Regions from separate parts of the Mus musculus genome. Here all the other regions are linked to region 2. Evidence: chromatin contacts called from public promoter capture Hi-C data. All regions are on one chromosome and are shown on one strand. The core of a region is the stretch at or near the end of the contact, and the rest is flanking DNA. Distances in the headings are between cores, read along the strand shown. Region 1 has its middle 46 kb from the start of Gm23911. Region 2 holds the start of Gabra5 (gamma-aminobutyric acid (GABA) A receptor, subunit alpha 5). Region 3 has its middle 13 kb from the start of Gm23911.

Region 1 (2,849 bases), core at 53-2,552, 450 kb before region 2:
CTCTTGATAGTGCACCAATAAATGAGCTTCCTTTTGTTTTGTGAGCAGGTCTAGCAAATTAATCAAATGTGAGACTGGATATGGGAATCCTTGTTTACAGCTTGAAGACAGGAGACACACCTGGGGTTTATGATTGGCATCTGAAGTGTCCGGATGTTATTCTTAGCAACCAATCTCTCAACGTGTGAGAACTAACTTAACTGTGTCTCCAGGTATGTAAGTGTTGGAATTGAATTAAATTGAGGGATTCCCAACAGGTGTTAACTGCAGAATCACTTTCTTACTTACTGTATTAGGACTCTCCCCCAAAATAATCTGGCTCAGAACCCTGTTGCAAATGCATAATGAGTTTGAATAAGACTTTTTTTTTTCCCATTTACTTTCAGACAAGATTCTTTTAAAATCCCAGGAATGTGTAAAACAGTTGAATTTTCTTTATTGCAGTAGAGAATGCTAGGAAAAACTCTACCCTCTCACAAGTGAATAGAGTAATCCTGAGACAATATCTCAGGGTCTATTCTCACAACAGATACATGAATGGGAAAGGCAGCAAAGTAAAGGAGGAGATGTGAAAAGTGATTGTTAGGTCCCAATCCTGCCAAAGTGGCAGTGCTACTGTGCCACAGACCCTCTTGGTCCCTTGTCTGTGTAGGACGGGTCTCTGGTTGCAGATGGGCAAGGAGTCTGCAGGAATGACAGACAGATGCACACAGGAGATTGTGTAGAATCTGAATGTATTGTCACAAAGTGAACACGAGTCTTATATAATACAGAAAACAAAGGGGTTGGATGTCACAGCAGGCAAAGTACATTGAAGTTACCTGACACAAAACAAAGGAATGACTTCAGAAGGACTTACAGGAGCCAGGTAAATGTTTACAGTAAAGATAAAGCAGTCCTGCCTAGGGTCAGCTTAATGACAGCTAAGGATTTCACACCCTAGTCACAATTTGTGCTACTCCTTTGAGCCTTGTGAAAGCTAGCACCAGGGGGTTCTGCTCTAGCAGACCTTCTCATGAATAATGCAATACCACAACCCCCCTATTTCCTAGGCCTTGATAAATTCTTGTATGAGTGTAACTTGGCTGTTCTTTTAAGTATCTGTGGAGAACCTCCATTTGTTAGAAGAATCCACCAACTTGCTTCTAATATGCAATGTAGCCTGCTATGCCTGGCTGTAGTGAAGATTCCTGTCTCAGTGGGATTCCCTAATTCTTTCATGGTAAACCCACCTATTACCTAGGCCATTGTGTTTGGGTAAGACTGGCTATTGTCCCAAGCAAACACTCTGCAGACCAGCCCCAAGCTATTCCAGCTCTGTTCTTTGTAATACCTAATTAGTTTCACTGTCTCTACTAGAAGTAAGTTGAATGTTACAGAATAGATAACCTTCTCACTGAATTCCTACTGAATTCCAAGGTTGTTGGCTTCAAGGATTTTCTGGGACGTTGGAACACTGGTGAAGGCTTAGCTATGCCAGAATTCAATCTTAAAAGGCACTTTTAATAAAATAATACTAAAAGAGAGCACATAGATCCATACACCAGACTAATGCGGGGATAGGGTAAGAGTAGGTTATGAGAATGCCAAAGTTTCAGGAGGTGAGTTTCCGTGAAACTCTTTGCTTTGTGAGTGCTCCCAGGCCTCTCGCCCTGCCAAGCAAACTTCACTGGAGTGTACGTAGCACTACTGAAGCTTTCATAGCTGATGTCTAAGCACAGCTCAGGCTCTGACCAGGTAAACAGAAGGATTACTACTTAAAGCCAGAATTCTTAAGAAACCTTGTAAAATGGGTTTCTGTTCTCCAGAAAATGCCATTCCATTAAAACTTGACACTACAATACTCTACCTCTTGAAAGAACATCTAGTTCTTTATTTTTTTTCCGATAAGCCCTTAAGAGAATGGTGCCCACCCTTACTAATGCTACAATCCTGTAATACAGATCCTCATATTGTGGTGACCCACCCTTCCCAAATAATCATTTTGTTGTTATGTCAGAACTATAATTTTAATACTGTTCTGAATCATAGTATAGATATCTGATATGTGACCCTCTTGGGTGTCCTACAGATTAGGAACCACACCTCTAACAGATCAAAACCTCACATTATTTCCCAAGATGTTTCAACTAACTCTCCAAAATCCAGAGGCAATATAATCTCTTATAACTGGCAAGACCCTCTACCATTTTTGCTATTCCCTCTGCTTCATTATTTGGCAGTTTTGAACTACACCAAATAAGAATTTCTTTGTGTCCATGTAGTTGTCTAGTTGGTGTTTGACTGAACACTTGCTTACATGAATGATGCTGAGGTTTCACTTCCTTCAGTGATTCAAAGGACCAGACTTAATTTCATTTCTCAGCCTACTTTGGTTTGTAGATGGTCCCATCACCCCTTACTTAAATTTGGTTTAATTGGAGCTAGAGAATGGTTATTGTGTCATTGACCCAATGATCCTACAAGGTAATGGAACATCCTCCCTTTTACATTGCAATTGTGTTTGACTTACTCTTCCCCCGAAGCTGTATACACCTAGCTCCACTGGACCTGCACAAACCCATCTCCAGCTCTCCCATTTGTCCAGAGTGTCCCAGTACACAGGTTAAGAGACTACCTGCAATTAATGCAGTCTCTGAGAGTTGATCCACGTTTTCTGGACTGCCTTCCTTTTGGTTGATCTTGCTCACACAAAGATGTTTGAGGACAAAATCAATAGGCAAGCAAACTACATCACTTCTAGGTATAAGATAAAGTTTGTAGTGTAATCAGAAAAGGCCCTATTTAATTGCCAATTTCTTTGAAGTAACTCTCAACTCAAGCTATTTCTTAGTAGCTTCCTTATGAAT
Region 2 (3,290 bases), core at 228-2,727:
ACTATAGACTACTCAGGGAACTTTATCCTAGTGGCACATCTTCAGAGAACTCAGCAAATGGAGAAATCCATGTGTGCAATTTATCCATCTTAGAAAAGCCACTTGAATGAATGAATATGTTCTATCAAGAAGAATCCCTTGTCTCAGAGTCATTTAAGACTATGGCTAACTATATAGTCATGGTAAGCTCTATTACATGTGTGCAAAAAAGGTAATACTTATATCCTGTTTCTGAAATAATTTTACAGGTTCTCATTTTGGAAAAATCAGAGTTTCTATAATGTGTAAAAGTGCCATTAAGTACTTTGGCCCAACTGGAGAATGGGTAGAGGCTTGGGTGGGCTTTTCTGCTCAGCGCTGTTAAAGAAGGATCCAACAGGGAGAGAGAGATTTGACTGTTCGTGCTGTCACTTAGAAGTCACTGAACAGTCTGTGCCCCACAAAATTTGCAACACCGAAGCAAACCCCAGGATTTCGATTCAAGTCTTTTCTGGTGTTTTGTTTTGTTTTGGACAGGTTAGCATGGATACCAGGAGGGCATAGAACTCAGTAGACTGCACAATAACCTTGAGCTTCTGCTCTTCCTCCTGGGTTCTGGGATTGCAGGCATATGCCAACAGTGCGGGGATTACATAGCGCAGGGAATGGAACCCAGTGCTTTCTGTACGCTAAGCAAGCTCTAAGCTTACTCCAGTGGAAACAACACACTGCAGTAGAGAAAGGAGCTGCCTCCGCGTCCAGTTTGTGTAACATTTGAAAGGGCCTTTTCTTCCCAGTCGTAATTGGTCCTGGCTGCCCTTGTCTCGCATAAACTATGATACTGACATTGGACCAACACGTTAATCAACCGCAAGTGCCCGCTGAGAAGGTAATATCTTCCTTCCAGCCCCCAGAGGGGCACAGAAAAGCTTTGCACCGCCTGTGACCTACTTTTATATCTGCGACCCCATACTCTGTATCTGCATTAAGGATGCTATAGCTTATCAAGGAATGAGTCTTCACTAACGTCCTAAACATGCACTGCTATTGTGAAAGGGTTTCACTGTAAGATCCAGCAATAATTACTCTTCGTGAATTAAATGATGAGGGTTCTCTTGCACCAGTTTCTTTCTGAAAAGAATGGCTGGGTAAATTCAAGGTTGCTCCTGAGTTAGAACAAAAAGTGCTGGCCATCCTACCTGACATAAGCATCCACCTAGGTTACAGATGCTGATGTCAGTCCCCACACCTTGCCTCCTCTGTCCTAAAAGGTGACTAGCGATTATTCCAGGGGGAACCAAATATGCTTCCAATGCCCACAAGCAACTTCAGCAGAAACATGGTCTTTCCCGAAGCGGGTCAGACAGTAGCTCCCATGCCCGCTTCCTGGGCTGAGCGGGGGCCGGGGGCCGTGCATTTGATGAGAGTCTGGCGGCCTCTACCGGGCGCCTAGGCAGAGGGACGTTCCTCAAACCCAGAGACGACATGTGGCGCTTTGGAGAGGTGAGAGCGAGCGCGAGTCCGCCGGGGGCGCTGGGGGAATCTGCAGCGGGGCAACGCGCGGCCTCAGGCGCGGCGCGGAACAGAGCCGCAAGGCGGCAGCGGGAGCGCAGGGCTCCGGGGCTCCTCGGCGCCGAGCGCCGGGCAAGTTCGCTCCGGCAGTATGGGGCGGTGACACCGCACCAGCCAGCCGCGCAGGGACAGCGGGCGGCGGCGAAGCAGGATGCGCCCTCGCCGACGGCTCGCCAGCCGGGGCCCGCGCGTAGGGTAAGGAGCTGCGGCGGCCACCGTTGCGGGCACCCCGGCCTCAGAATCAGGAAGAGCGCAGGGCAGTTGGGCGCTCTCGGATCCCGCAGTGCAAACTTTGCCCGGAGACTGCGGAGGCCACCAGCACGGAGGGCAGGGGATCCGGTGGCGCGGCTGGACGGGGCTGTGGGCGCAGCGCCTCCTGGTTCGCGGTGGACAGCAGAGAGCTGCTGCTTGCGGCCGTCGTGGAGCTCGCCGGCCTGGAAGGCGGCTCCCGCTCAGGAGCAGGGGCGCGCGGTGGGCGCGGGCCCCACTTGGTGTCGCGCGCCTGTCGCGCGGGTTGCTCGAGGCCGGGCTCTGGCTGCGCCGCCACTGCACCGCGCGCAGCAGAGGAAGAAGGCGCTGCCTGCCGAGCGCTCAGCTGGCGGGCTTGGGGGCTAAGGAGGTCTGGAGGGACGAGCCTGAGGGCAGGACCACCAGAGGTGTCCGGTGGCGCTGCGGAGCGGCAGCAGGTGCGGGGTGGCGGAGGCTGCGGCTCCGCAGTGCCACCCCTTATCCCACCTGCGCTGTGCGCCAGCACTGGTGAGCTCGCACCGGAATCTGGGGGGCCCCAGGGAGAGCAGTCTCGCTGTGGGGATCGAGAAGTCGGGGGCTCAGGGGCAGCAGAAGGCACCGCCCGGGTTTTCCTGCATGCGGCGCCGCGTGCTCGCCGCCTAGACTCGCCTGGCTACCGGCGCCGAGCCCTAGGATTCGCCCAAGCGACCACCGCATGCCAGCCTTCTATTCTTGAAGGGAATCTCAGAGGGCCTTATCCTTCGAGATGGAAGTACCTGTTGTGTGGTTTTTCAGTTCTGGACTTTGGGGTTGGGGGGTGTCTCCGTAGAAATGTGTTTCTTTTGGAACTCTGGCTTGCTCGTGTGCATTGAGCATCTATTTGCGTTATGCGCATGTTGAGATGTTATGTGCCTTCTCTAAGGTTGCTGCTGGCCCAGGGTCAGTGCTTGCTTGGATTACCACTGCGCTAACCAGCGTCTAGCTAAGAACAGAGATATGTTCCAAGTGTCGTGATTACTAAGCCATGTAGTCCTGGGGGCAGAATGCCAACCCAGAAAGTCTGACCCTCACCGGCAAGTCTACCATTGCGATCCTATAGAAGACGTGTTTCTGACATGTGCCTTTCCCCCTCTTCCCACACACTTTCAGCACCTTGCAGAACAAGAAGCAGCTTGCTGGCTTTGAACGTGTGGCAAATATTTCAGAAAGGTAAATTTATCTAACTTGTGGATTTGATAGATGCAAAATGCAATTGTCAGATAACTTTGAGACCTATGTTAATAATTGGGTCATTTATACCCTGCTAAAACAGTACAATATTAAGGGATGCAATCAGTCTATTAAAACGACTGTACACTCTGTAAAAGTGAACTAAAGCTGCAACTGTCACCTTTTTACACCGCCTTGCTGCCCAGAGGAGATGGTGCAAACTGAGCTGGCACAGTCTGCTAGTAACAAGGGCCAGGCTTCAGTCTTTGTCAGCTTCACTGTGGCAGCAGCATGGTTGGATT
Region 3 (2,955 bases), core at 10-2,509, 480 kb before region 2:
ACAGTGACTCTGATCATCAGTATGTGGAGCAAAGCAAATCAGACCGTCACTCAAGCAACTATTACTGTTCTTCCTCTGGGAGGTGTGCTCTGCATGTCCTCTCATATAGTTCAGAGAGAGTCATTTAGTCTCTGCACACAGGCCATTCTCTCTCTTCCCCATAGTTGGTATTACCTTAGAAACTAAGGAACTCACTTTCTGAGGACAAGTCATACAAGCAGGAAGTAAACACACATAATCTTACTTAGTCCTCCTAATTATCGTCTGTGGTATTCCTACCTTCACACTAGAAAGGAAACAGGACCATGAAAGCTGGTTTGCTTGCTTTTCTCTTTTGGTGCTGATTTGTATCTGAGCATCAACCATACTAGGCAAGCATTCTGCCACTGACTTCCACTTCTGCATCTGAAAGTGACATATTTTAGGAAGTATAAATGGATCAGCCACTTAGATGGACACGATCTGTGTGACTCAAAAGCCACAATTCCAAGCAGGGTTTGGCTAGAGCAATAACCAATATTAAACAGTCCAAAGAACAACTAAAATTCGTTTTCCATTGTTGAGATTAGACTGAAGGCAGTCAAACATTTGTCTTTTTTTCATTTTTGCTTAAATTAAGGGGTTGATATTAGAGAGCAAAATTACAAAGTGAAAAATCCAAGCTGATAAATCAACGGGAAAACAGATATTTCAGCTGCCTTTATATATCTAGAGTCAACATTCAGAGAGCCTAGATTAATAGAGCAAACAGAGAGATGATTACCCTGGTAACAAAATCTCCATTAAGCCTCGCTGGAGGAGAAAATGAAAAGTTTGAACATCTGTCGGGTTCAACTAGAGTTCATGGAGGATAGAGAGTCTCCCGTGTTCTTAGCTTTCTTAAAATCAAGGTTCCCAGAATCAAAATACAAGCCCCCACCTAGGGGAGCAGCTGCCCGTAAACCCAGTAGAGCCCAGGAGCAATATAGACCGATCCAGGCCATCCATACCCATTCTTGGAATAAAATAAGTTTGACCCTTCAGGCTTCTTCCCAGGATTCAGTAAACCGTGGCCAGAAAAACAAATTTAGCCTCTGACTGTAGACTCGCTTTAAATAAGAACTTATTGGCATGAGTTGCATTTGATAGGAAAAGCCATCTGCTATTTTCCCCACCCCCAAATGCCATTTTTGTCTCAGCAGATGAAGAGAGAGCCTACACCAAATATGGCAGTTCTCTCAGTTTCCTTTTTTCTTTTATGTAGCAGAACAATATAACCTACCACCACACGGTCACTGTTCTCTTGGCAACTCCTTCCTACACCAGTCTCCATTCTCTGCCAGTCTGTGGTAGTCTTGGTCTACTTTATACTCCGGAAAAAAACTGCCTCTATAATCCACATCTCAGCGATGTGGATTACATCCTCATCTCTTTATTTTTGTTCATGGATGATTTCCCTAACCCTGAGTCTCCTATGCAACCCATGGTGCCACAATTGACATCTCCTCCTCAGTGCTTGAAGCAAGAGGAGCGTTGAGTCTGAATGAAACAGCAGCCGATGTGGACATTGCACTGATACAGTCTAGGGGTTTTGATACTGCTTAGGTGTCTTGATCCTGTTCATTTTCTCTGCCAATTAAATAATTAAAAGTCAGAAAAATATCTGAGCAGAGAAATCTCAAGCAACACAGAAAGAATTAGCTGTTGAAGAAAAGTGTTTATTGGGGGTGATGAAGCGATACAGAAAAATAAGCAGACTTGGGAAGCTGAAAAATCCAGTCTCTTCAAGTCTGGGGGCTTTGAAGTCTCTGAAGCATCTTCCTCTTGGAATTTAAGGTTGGTCAGTTCGAAGGAAACTGGAATGGTTTACTGGCCCAGAACTGTTGTGTACATGTCCTCACTAAGCTTTGAACTTAATGAGTCACATCAGCACGTGGCCTGTGGATGAGAGACAAAATCTCACAAAGCCTTCTTTTCAAGCTGCTAGCCCTTTGTCTCAAGAGAAGGGTAAGGAAGAAGCTAGCCATTTTGAAAATTCACATTTATTACCAACTCTTGGCTCCTCTCTCTGTCTCCCTAAAAGGGAGTCTGTTGGTCTCATTTCCTTCTCTAAGAGGTCACACCCTAATTGCTGTTAGGATCTTGCAGGGACTGACTGCTTTTAACTGCTTCTAGCTGAAAAAAAAAAGGTCTATGACTGAGGAACAGCAGTCAGAGTTACCCAGAGGAGGGTCTATCTAAGGGGCCACATTAAACCTTAACCAATGAGAATGATCCAGAGCATATGACAGCTGTTCGGAGATGGCACACGTCTCTGGAGCCCATCATATGAGTAAGGCAGTATCTGTAGCATATGAAAAGTGAGATTGTTCGAGGTTCTGTAACTCTTCCTGAGAGCACAATTAGAAAAATAGGTGAGGCCGCTTTGCCTTTATTAGAGGAAGAGCATACTCAACCCAAACCACACAAAGAAGGCGTTGTCGTAGGCATCAATGAGATTTACCTTCACGTGTACACTGTGGAGGAGGCCATTTGTCTCGCTTAAGGATCCAGGAGCCTTTCTACAGCCAATGTTAGTTTAGAAGTCAGCCATTGACTTTCTTCAAGCACTAAGAGACAAGCTTAATGAGGAAAATTCCTTGACATTACAGTTAACATAAACATTGCTTAACAAAGTGGGGTATACATTTATAGATGGCTGGATTGTATCAAAAGACCTTTTATGAGAATTCTGTGGAAGATCTATTGACAATAGCTTACCAGCAAGAGATGCCTCTGCTCATCTCCTAGCTACAGTGTTCAGTGGCAGTGGACAATATTGCCAACATCTGAGGGAAAATCCTGTTTCCACTTGTTTAAGTCACAGGTAAACATCGGCATCGGTAAGTTTGACAACAGGGTATTTGACAGCCTCTTTTAATCAGAGAATATGATTAATAAGGACACTGGATATCATATTATATATGTAAGAAGTAC

The links. Promoter capture Hi-C pulls out the DNA fragments that hold promoters and counts their contacts.
Region 1: a contact with region 2 is called in a promoter capture Hi-C map of stem cell-derived epiblast-like cells, with 3 times the contacts expected there. The contact joins the enhancer-like site here to the promoter of Gabra5 in region 2. A contact is called at or near these places in 4 of 39 promoter capture datasets (cranial neural crest, liver and stem cell-derived epiblast-like cells), 1 of 484 Hi-C or Micro-C datasets (embryonic stem cells), 3 of 115 datasets of contacts at active chromatin or transcription factors (embryonic forebrain and embryonic stem cells) and 1 of 9 other capture datasets (embryonic stem cells).
Region 3: a contact with region 2 is called in a promoter capture Hi-C map of hippocampal neurons, with 7 times the contacts expected there. The contact joins the enhancer-like site here to the promoter of Gabra5 in region 2. A contact is called at or near these places in 3 of 39 promoter capture datasets (hippocampal neurons, liver and neural stem cells), 2 of 484 Hi-C or Micro-C datasets (cerebral cortex and cortical neurons) and 3 of 115 datasets of contacts at active chromatin or transcription factors (embryonic forebrain, forebrain and stem cell-derived neural progenitor cells).

What each region holds. Positions count from the first base shown.
Region 1 is chr7:57,957,469-57,960,317 of GRCm38.p6, reverse strand. No RefSeq gene overlaps it. Among named protein-coding and RNA genes, the nearest start is that of Gm23911, 46 kb to the left of the region's middle. Within about 2 kb of position 1,302, at least 10 of the 459 cell types and tissues checked have an H3K27ac peak or open chromatin away from gene starts, as enhancers often do. A contact at or near this core is called in stem cell-derived epiblast-like cells, where this site is marked.
Region 2 is chr7:57,508,196-57,511,485 of GRCm38.p6, reverse strand. Gabra5 (gamma-aminobutyric acid (GABA) A receptor, subunit alpha 5) reads left to right here and starts at 1,477. Exons shown (of 11, transcript NM_001362162.1): 1 at 1,477-1,746; 2 at 2,929-2,988.
Region 3 is chr7:57,990,850-57,993,804 of GRCm38.p6, reverse strand. No RefSeq gene overlaps it. Among named protein-coding and RNA genes, the nearest start is that of Gm23911, 13 kb to the left of the region's middle. Within about 2 kb of position 1,259, at least 11 of the 459 cell types and tissues checked have an H3K27ac peak or open chromatin away from gene starts, as enhancers often do. A contact at or near this core is called in hippocampal neurons, where this site is marked.